Regions from separate parts of the Mus musculus genome. Here region 1 is linked to region 2. The links are chromatin contacts, called in public Hi-C maps. All regions are on one chromosome and are shown on one strand. The core of a region is the stretch at or near the end of the contact, and the rest is flanking DNA. Distances in the headings are between cores, read along the strand shown. Region 1 holds the start of Begain (brain-enriched guanylate kinase-associated). Region 2 overlaps Wdr25 (WD repeat domain 25).

Region 1 (4,989 bases), core at 2,135-4,634, 83 kb before region 2:
CAGCACAGCTCCCAGTCTCCTAGGGAAAACAGACTAGATCTCTCATGGGCGCGCATACTGGCTGGGACACACAAAACCGGCAGAAATAATTTTCCTGCCCAGTGGAGTGAGGAAAATTGGTGGCCGCCTCAGAGTTCCTGTTTTCAATGAGGGCAGTCTACTCATGTCCCGGCGACTGTGGCCCTGCTGCCACCTTGCGTCCCAGCGGGGAGTCCGTGCCTGGCACACTGGCTCTGCCCAGCATTGGAGTCTCCTGATCCTGTGACTCCTGCCTGCGACCGGCCGCAGACTCTTCCTGTAGGGTGAATCTTTCTCGGGCTTTATCCAATCACTGTATCTTCTGAACATTATATGGGAAAGCACACAGACAAAGGTGACCCAGGAACACTCCGAGACAACAGAAGCTTAGATATGGTTTCCCGGGACCCAGGCCAGAGGTCTAGCTGTTGGAGGAGGGGTCACTCCCAAGTTGGTCTTCACTAGCTGTCCTGAGTGAGAATGGAAGACGCAGGGATATTTAGACCACGACGCACCCAAGTGGAGCCACACTCTTGCCAGGAGACAAGATTGTGAAGGTTTTGGAAGTTGGGAGGGAAAATCAAGTCTCTCCTTGGGACCAGAAAGTTGGGGATCTGGACAAAGCTGAGGCCATTCCAGGAGTTCTCCTCACTGGGATGTTGTCTCTTGTTTGATGAGGATACAGTAAGCATGTCTGTGGGTGGATGGAGATGGAAGGGCAACCTGGAGACAGAAGAGACTCCTGAGCCTGAGGTGGGAACCAGGTTCCTTGCTGTAGGTTTGGGGAGACAGCAGGAACCTTGCCTGTAAGACCCACAGTGTGGCAAAAGGCACAACCCTGTGACGGTCTCAGGTGTGCAGTGAGTGACCAGAAAGGAGGAAGAGGGACCATGGATGAACGGGCCTCACTGAGACAAATGCTTCGCTGGGGTGGGGTCTCTCCTGCGGCTGGCCAAGTCCAACAATATACTTCTGGAGGAACAGCCGGTCTTCTGCTCCCTAGATGGCACAAGTATGCTGGGACAGTTATGGAACCCTAGTGTCCAGACATCTGGAAAGCTGATGAGGGTTGGGGACAGGAACTGAGGACCAAGGCCTCTACCACACGGGGTAGTGTTCCCCACGTCCACCCCAGCTGAAGACAGGCCTCCTCTAGGAAGTTCCTCCTGGGTTACTATGCTCTGCTGTTCTGAACGCAAAAGCCCTGGGCTCTCAACTGTTGGGATGCTCTTCAGGTGACACCCCTAGGCTTTCCTCTACCTGGGAGAAGGTCAGACATGGATAGGGGCACTGGGCCAGACGAACGATGTGCTCAAATCCTTGATCAGCTTTCTCCTTGCTAGTGGCCTCTGGGAAGGGGCATAACCTCTAAGCTTCCGTTGTACTGTCTGCAAAGGGAGCAGTACCACCTTTCACATGGAGTGTGACAGGGACAAAAGACCCACAGCCAGGGACAGCTGTCTCCCTGTCCCCTCCCACTGGTGGGAGATGAAGGGAGTCTAGTGAGGGAGGGATGAAACAAGACCTTAGGAACAACTCTAGAGTTGAAGGTTGAAGCCTTCCCAAGCAAGCCTGGCCTGAGTCTGAAGACTTCCGAAGTATAGCAGGCAGGAGCCATTGGCCCCTCCCCTTCCTCTCTAGCCATCTGTGCATTGGCAGCAGAGGAGGCAGGGCAGAGGAGAACAGCGTTCTGGCTTCACCTGAGCAGGACCCATCTCTAAGGGAAGGCTACAGCCCAGGGCAGGAAATATAGACAGAACCCAGTTCTATGGGCTACATCTGTGTTCTCTGTTTTTCCCTTCAGGCCTTTGGAGGCCTGTATGGGGGAAAGTAGGACTTTAAGGACTGTTCCATCTCTGTCAGGAGGACCGCAGTGATCAGGATTGGTGGCCCATGCTACCTCTAACTTCAGCATGGGTTAACTCAGATCCCCAGAGCAAGAGACACATCCACAGTGAGTCAGAAGTTAGCATAAGCTGGCCACCGTGGGCCAGGGCTGCCTTCTTGTACCTGCCTCAGTTGTGGTCCATACTCCTAGAGTTAGGAGGAGCATCCTGAGGCTCACTGAACCCTCCCCTTCCACACCTATTACAGAGTAATGTCCCTGGGGAAGATAAGGGACACTCCTAACTTCTACCCCACCCCCACCCCCGTGTCTGCCTGTTCCTCCTGGAGACTCACTTTTATTGCCTCTCTCTCTTCCTTCGCTGTCAGCACACTTTTCCTGTGCTGTCACAGTGCCTGAGTGCACCAGCTACTCCCCTAATTAAAGGAGAGAGAAGCTGCAATGTACACAGCACATAAGGCCGAGGGGTGGATGGTGGTGACAGCCCCGTGACAGCATGGATGTCCTCGCTGCCCCTGGACCGTACACTTAAAGGTGATTAAAATGCTAACTCTTGACATGTATGTTTACCACAGTACAATGTCAACATACGTGCTGTAGTCGCTGCTAGTATCCCCTTATCTCCCTCGGAAACCATTAACACTCAACCGTTCAGCCCACAGGCCCTGAGAGAAGCCAAAGGTAGGCTCTGCTGTCTTTTTCCCCCACCCCAGATCCTTCCTGGCCCCATGTGATTGACTCTACTAGACTGGAAAGATGCTCCCGGGGCAGAAGGGGGACCCTGGTTTCTCGGGACTTATGCTAGTTAGCTTCCATACGTGCTCCAGTTTGGTTGGGACTATCAGCACCACTATGCCAGTGTCTCACCCAGGGCCAGAATAACCTGACAAGTCCTGAGCGCTACTGGGGCCAGAGAGGGATGCTCTACCACAGTCACAGTTGCCCTCCTGAAGTCATGATTCCTTTTGGATTACTTCTTGGAAAGAAGGAGCCCCTCCACTATTATGGAGCTCCCAGACAGAGATTTACAGGCCAGTCTTGGAAGTATATAGGGGGGCTGCTGCAGTTTAAGGAACCCATGACAGGTATGGGGGCTAGGCATCGGCCAGAACTTGAAGGGCAGAGCAGTGGACTACACCCTTGGAAGTCACTGTCCTGTCTGTAAACTGCAAGGTCCCTGAGGGCAGGGACCTGTCTCTCACTGCCAAGTCAGTCCCTGGGGACCTGAGTGGCCGGTACACAGCAGGTACCTACTAAATGCTGGTACCCCACCCCCAAGCAGGGCCCGGGACACAAGGCGTTGCACCCCACACTCCTCCATTCATGCCCGCCGCCATTCATGCGCGCGGGACTCATTCACCCCGCGCGCCGCCATTCCGCGCCCTGTGCGCCCCGCGCCCACCACGTGCGCCCTGCCCGGCGCGGCGCGGGGAAGCGCCGGAGCAGCCGCGGCTGCGCGGGGCCGGGGCTGGCGGGGAGCCGGGCCGGGGGCGGGGGGCGGGCGCTCCCTGCGGGAAGCGGGGCGCTGGGGAGCCCCGGCCGCGGGCTCGGGCGCGCAGAGCCGGGGCCATGTGGACGGGTGGCCGGCGGCCGGGCCGGCTTCGCCGGGCGGTGAGTACCCGAGAGCCGGGCTGGCAGGGCGCGGGGCGGGGCTGGGCGGCGGGCACCACGCTGGGGCGGTCCCTGCGCGCGCCCGCGGCGGCCCTGGGTGGCGCCGGGGCCCGGGGCCCTCGCGCGGGGCGGGGCGGCCGGGCCTCCGCGGCTGCTTTGCGCGTGCGGCCTGAGGACTTGCGGAAGGCGGGTGTAGGGGGCCCGGCTGAGCCCACCCCGTTCGGGGGGCGGCCCTGGAGAGGCCGCAGAGCCGGAAGGAGACTGGCCAGGGACCGCTTCCCGAGCGTGGGCCGCGCGTGGGCCCGCGCATGCCTCGGGCACCTTCATCTCCGGCCGCCCTAGCAGGCCGCCAGCAGTCCTCCCCATGGACAGGCGAGGAAACTGAGGCTGGGCAGGCAGGGCCACTCTGCAGGCGCTGACCTGCTCACAGAGCCCCTGCACGTTGGCTGGGAATTTCTGCCCCTAGCATTTCCGTTTCCTGCCTGGTTTAGAGGTGTTTCATTCCTCGTGTGTGCCCACCCCATCAGAACAAGGTTCCTTTGGGGCAAGAGCTGCGTGGGCGACATCTCGGAATCTCCTGAGGGAGCAGGATGGGAGCTGGGAAGGTCCCCTGGAGCAAGGGCTGGCTGCAAGAGACAGACAGGAGCCATGCAGGTGTGCAACCCTGATGCCCAGGGTTGGTCCACCAGTGCAGTCCCTGGGCACATGTGGGGGACATCATCTTTCTGGATTCCCTTATCCTGAGGTCCCAATACCCTGGGCCCCTGGAGGCCATGGGATGCTCTCTTAGGTTCTCTGGGCCTCAGTTCCCCCACTGTCCAGGAGTAAGTGGTCTTTGCTACTCTCAAGTCTAGGCTATGAGAAGGTCTCTAGGAGGAAGCCCCTTTTCTGTGCTGTGTCTGGGCAGCCCAGTAGGGCAAGTGGCCTTTGGGGACGGCTCTGCCTGGCATCTGTGACAAGCAGGGCGGGGAGGCAGCAGCAGGGCCTGGCAGCCTCCTGCAAACCCTTAATTTTCCCACAGCTCACTATAATCAGGGCGGCTCTGGAAAGCAAGCACAGTGGCAGATGCAGGCGCAGGGCGAGGGGCTCCTGAGCAGCACCAAGGACCCTCCCAAGTTCCTGTCTCACATGTGTTCATTCCTGTGGCCTGCTCTGTGTGCTGGCTCCTGAGTAGTGAAGTGGGAAGTCAGGGATGCCTGGGGCCATGGCCTGTAAGAACTTCTCATAGGCTGGAGGTCAGGTGAGGGACCCACATAGGCCAAGAGCAGAATTCAGTGTGAAGCAGTCCGGACAAGGACTTACTTTCTCTTTCTCTCTCTGTCTCTCTCTCTGTCTCTCTCTCTGTCTCTCTCTTCTCTCTCTCTCTCTCTCTCTCTCTCTCTCTCTCTCTCTCTCTCTCTCTCTCGGCCTTGAGCATCTGGTTGGCCTGCAGTGGCTGCCATTTATAGAATACTGACTGTGTACTGGGTATCGTCATTAGCACCATCCCCGTAGCAGCATCCCGGAGAGTGAAT
Region 2 (5,169 bases), core at 1,033-3,532:
CCAATGCTCAGTGTCTTCCTTGACTTATTGAGCACCTGGAGCCCATGAGTTACAGTAGACTGGCTAGCCAGCAGCAGGTCCGGGCGCTTGCCTGCCTCTGCCTCTGCCTCCTCAGGGCTGGGATTAAGGCAGGAGCTGCCTCACCTGGCTTTGACATGAGTTCGGGGTTCCAAATCAGGTCCTCATGCTTGAGAGGCAGGCGCGCTACCCATTGGGCCATCTCTCCAGAACCTCGGCCATACTCTTAGGCTACAGTCAGGGAGCAGACACCCAGCTGGCAGACAGGTAGCAAGTGAGCCACTGAATGGAATGGGGAGAGTCTCTTCCTCTCTGCACCCCCAGATCTGGAGCTCACTTGCCCATCCTCAGACCCAAAGCAAAGGAACACTCTCCCTGAGGGGAGCAGATGCGTTCCTGGGTCCTCGGAGCACAGTGTAGGGCCAGCCATGTTCATTTGAAACGGCAACAGATGTTTGTGTGAAGGTGATGACGCACCTTGCTGACGACAGAGAAGGGGGTGGGGGGCTGAGCTGTTGGATGACTGACGTTTTCCCGCCAACAAGAAAAAACAGAAAAGCACACTTCCCTCAGCTCCCGAAGATGCAGAAAATCTGTCTTTGAAAGATTAAAATTTTCCACTTAGAAAGAGGCTGTCGAGTACACTTCCTACTTCTAAGAGCTGGGACTTTGCTTTCCTCTTTGTTAAAGGGACCCGAAGCTAAAATATTCCTAATAAGCTAGCAGGTACCTAACGGGAAACACTAGAGGAAACCACTCTGCTCAAGGACTCAGTTCAGAAATCAGCATCACAGCACCACCGTCACCAGCTGGATGCTGGAGACAGGCAGGGTGATGGATAAGCTGACAGCCGGACAGACCCATGGCCTGGACCGGCTCTTCGTTGGTCCTTCACTGCCATCTCGGGCAGGTAGGAGGACTCAACGTTAAGTGCTATGCAAAACACTCTGGAGGAAGCAACCAAAGAGGGCCATTATTGTTTGAAAAATTAAACCCTAACTTATTGAATTCATCTGTGGTTAAATTAAAAGCTAAAGCCAAGGGATGCTGGGTTTTAACCATGGGAACCTTAAGAGACTAATGACTGCTGGGCTTTCCCGGGAGGCCTGGAGAACACAGCAGGCCTGGGCTGCCTTGCACCTTTGCTGAGGAGCCTTGCAGAAAGGAAAGGCGGGAGATAAGTCAGCAAGGAGAAGCTTGACCAAGAGCACTGGCCGCTCTGAGGTGAAGGTCTTTCTCCTGGAATCCGTGGCACTCTCTCACCTCCCCCAAACGGTCGCCTGTCTATCAGTTCTCCCCCTGGGCGGGGCTTCTTCTTGGGCTAGCTGTAACAGACCTTTCACCTTGGGACTATCTTGCTTGTCTGCTTGTTATAGGAATTTCTGTTTATTCACTGCAGGCTTATAGGAAATTGAGCTTTAAAATATGTAATCCATTGGCACTTGGCTGTATTGATCTGGTTATAATGAGCTCAACCAGTATAAAAACTGTTTGGATCTTCTTGGAGTTAAGAAAAATTACTTCTTTTCCCTTTTGGATCGATAATGATACAAATAGAAACTATGTTTCTGGGCTTGGGGGGGGGGGTGTCAGCACAGAGTCCTTGCTTATGAGTCTGAGGCTCCAAGTTCAATCCACAGCCCTAGAATAAACCGTCCTTTAAAGCAAAGCCATGGTTCAAGGGTTCCACAGAAACTCTGAGTACTCACTCTCCAAACACTACCACTTCCATAGCTTCTCCATCCAGTACCACTGAGGGGCTGGGTGACCCAGGCAGGCAACCACTGAGCGCTGGGATAGAAATCAAGCTTACCTGGGGCAGCCCCTCCTGTAGCCAGGGTGACAACATCTGGCAGCCTAATGCTGAGTCGGGGCCTATGCACCTCCATTTTCACTCAGCATGTTTGGCTCCCAGACCACTCCTGACTCATCAATGGCACTTCAGATGAAGTGAAACCCAAGTACTGATCCCTTTGAAAGAGAAGGGACGACCATGCCCCCTGCAGGGAGCTCACCTTGGCTATGCTACTCTGAGGTCACACGTGGGAAGGGGGACCAACATGTACAGTAAGCTTATCCCCGCAGGCCTGGTTGGATCCTGCACTTGTCACACAGCAATCCTGGGTAAGGGCAGGAACTAATCTGCATCTCGGAGCTGAGGAAAGGGAGTCTGGTGAGGGAGAGGACATCTGGCCCTACGGCCAGCCACACAGACACTGACTGGCTCGTCTGACCCCAGAGTCCCTCTGTCTGCATCCCACCTCCAGACCCACCGGCGACTCGTGACCTTTCCTCCTCCGTGGCTCTTTGTTCCTAGCCACAGACTCAGGGACATGTAGGGAAAATGTTGACAGGGAAAAGCTTGTGTTGTTGGCCCGTGGTAATTGAGCCTATGTTCCCAGGCAGCAGGCATATGACTCATCTCGCTAAAATCAATATCGTTACAGCGTCCTCTGGGAAGTATTCAGCCAGCTGTAAATGTAACCATCCTGACTCAAAGTTAAGGAGAAAAGAAGCTTGCTAACGTTCAAATCACCCTCTGTGCAGCAGGATCAGGGCCATGCGGGCAAGGGGGCAGAGGCCAGGCAGGATGCGGGCTGAGGGCCAGGTAGGCCTTGTCTGCATGCCCACTGGCACGCTCTGGGCTCAGAGCCTGACAGCCTTACTGCAAAGCCATGCTCAAAACTGCCCTTCAGGGGTGGGTGTGAGAGCAGACACAGAAGAGCAGAAGCAAGCCCTGGACCTGACAGACAGTACGGCCACATGGATGGTGGCTGCAGGAGCTGGCAGCTGCCATTCTTTTCCTTCCAAGCCCAGCCACTTTCAATTATCAAGCTGGACAAAACTGCATTTCTTAAAATTAGGAGGTGGGGAGTTAGCTTGCAAACCAGCTGTGTTTGGCTGTAAGCAGCTTTGTTGAAACACATAAGCCACCATACTAACATCAAACATGGCCTGACTGAGTTCAGATCCGGGGCCAGTCAACAAAGGGGGCCTAACCTAAGAAGAACCAGTTGTTCCTTGATGGCTGCTGCCCACACAGAGGAGAAACATGGCTACTGTAAGCCCATTTCAATCAATAAAATCGTGCCAGGGCCTGGTGTCATCTTCTTCATAAGGAGGGCTGGCATGAGTGTCCTAGCTATGGATAAGAACTGCTTTATGAAGATGAAGAAGCCCTCCCTAGATGGGAGCCAGTGAAAGGATGCTTAGTTTCCAGGAGAAGGGGTCACAGATGGCAGACACATGCAGAAGGGGGTTAAAGAAAGGGTCTTGTGACATGGCTAAAAAAGGTGGGGGTGGGCAAAGGTGTACCTGAAGGACAGTAGCCAGGGACCATCATCAATTTGAACCCTGCTGGAGAAGCCCTCAGTGGCAAACAGACACAAATGCCAGTCTGAGAACAAGCCTACCCCTTGGGGGCTGCAACAGCCAGCGCTCACTGTTTCCTTTGTGGTTTTCAGGGGCACTAAACGTCTTCCTGAAGTGTGCTGGGGAAACCCAAGTGTGCCACACAGCTTGAAGACCTACAGAGGCCCTGGCTGCGGCACACCACTTGCTTCAAGCACCCATGGGAGCTAGTGGCACTTCAGAGGCTTAGCCTGACAGAGCCTTCTCGAATGGTCTCTCCTCCAAGCCTCTTCGCCACGGCCTTCATATGGACACTTTTCACTCTTCCTATACCAAGAGCTCTGAAACTGTCAGGGCTAGCCCTGTTCCTGCTGGAACATAGCTGTCCACAGCTCAAGAAGCATACTTCAGCTTGCCACTCAATCAGAGAGGTCAGTCAAGATCCTGCAGGCACTCCATCCTCCCAGAGCCTGTTTTCTGTAGATGCTGAGACACTGCCTGGAGACAGCCAAGCACTCTGCCAAAAGTTAGGCCAAGCTAGTTTGTCCAGGACAGGGAGGGGTGTGGGAAGGCACACTAGTCCATGTGTTGACAAGATACCTTTGCCAGCCCCATAAGCCCAAGCTACATCCAGCTGTCACCAACAGTTGGATGACCTCAAGAAAGTCATCAAGGGGGGCTGGAGAGATGGTTCAGTGGTTAAGAGCACCGACTGCTCTCCAGAAGGTCCTGAGTTCAAATCCCAGCAACTACATGGTGGCTCACAACCATCTGTAATGGCAGTCAGGACACTAAGCATCCCAGAGAGAAGGGGGGATGGCCTTAGCCAAGACTTCCTAGAGTTCTTCAGAGGGCTAGACTGTGGGGTCAGCACACCTACCTCAGACCCCAGATAGAGAAGAGGAGCTGCCACCCACCACCAAGAAGAGCAACTCTGAGGGGCTGACATCTGCAAGAGGAGCCTTCAGAGCTGAGAAAGCTCCAGAGGGCCTCTGAGGAGATGACTAGCTGATTGGTATGCAGGACAGGTCACGAACAAAGCCAGTGACACTCAGGGCCTGGGTGGTATCTGCCAGTGTTCCCTGAGGCCGCCTGTGCCTAATGTAGCAGAGACGTTCGTTAGGGAGATTGCAGACGGAAACAGGAGCGCCAAAAATAATTAATCTGTGAGCAGATTTGATTAAGTGTTGATTCATGGCTGTTCTGTAAGCCAACAGCCCGTCAGAACTATAAATTAACGAGATAAAATGGTGCTGGCCCTCCATATTTCAGGCCGGGTATTGACAGTTTAGAATCCACAGATTTTTAACTGTATTGATTGAGGACACCAGGATAAATGGCCTTGGCACCAAATTCCCATTAATGACAATGGGCACCGAGTGACTAATTCCCAGAGCACTGCAGAGAGAGTGCCCTACGCTGCCTTCTCCTGGCAGGGCGCTCTAATTAGATTGAAATGAAAAAGCCAAATGACCATGGGCGGGAGAGGCAGAGGAAGGAAATGGAAGATCAGACCTGGGGAAGAGAAAGAACAAGACTAGTGAGAACCAGACCAAGGCCACGGGCTGCACACATGCTAAGAGTGGTCCTAGCGAGACACGGGGCCAGAGACGGGTGTGCCAGCCCTTGGGAGCTTCATTATTCAGGATAGGAGGACCCAGCAGGGAACAGCCTCAGCTGTCCAATTGTACAGATGTGAGCCAGCTCTGTTCAAGCAATAGACAAAGAGACCACCAAGAAGGCCACACCCTCGAGGACACATGCTTGCCAGGATAGTGACAGAAACTGGCAACTATCCTC

The links. Hi-C and Micro-C count contacts between places; a contact is called where the count stands out from the background.
Region 1: a Hi-C map of the N1E-115 cell line shows a contact between it and region 2, with 1.8 times the contacts expected there. The contact joins the promoter of Begain here to the enhancer-like site in region 2. A contact is called at or near these places in 1 of 39 promoter capture datasets (macrophages), 3 of 484 Hi-C or Micro-C datasets (the N1E-115 cell line, female germline stem cells and spermatogonial stem cells) and 2 of 9 other capture datasets (liver and pancreatic islet).

Annotation. Positions count from the first base shown.
Region 1 is chr12:109,066,612-109,071,600 of GRCm38.p6, reverse strand. Begain (brain-enriched guanylate kinase-associated) reads left to right here and starts at 3,384. Exons shown (of 7, transcript NM_001163175.1): 1 at 3,384-3,475. The coding sequence starts at 3,434.
Region 2 is chr12:108,982,049-108,987,217 of GRCm38.p6, reverse strand. All of the region lies in intron 3 of Wdr25 (WD repeat domain 25), which reads right to left. Among named protein-coding and RNA genes, the nearest start is that of Gm52002, 61 kb to the left of the region's middle. Within about 2 kb of position 2,282, at least 39 of the 459 cell types and tissues checked have an H3K27ac peak or open chromatin away from gene starts, as enhancers often do. A contact at or near this core is called in the N1E-115 cell line and pancreatic islet, where this site is marked.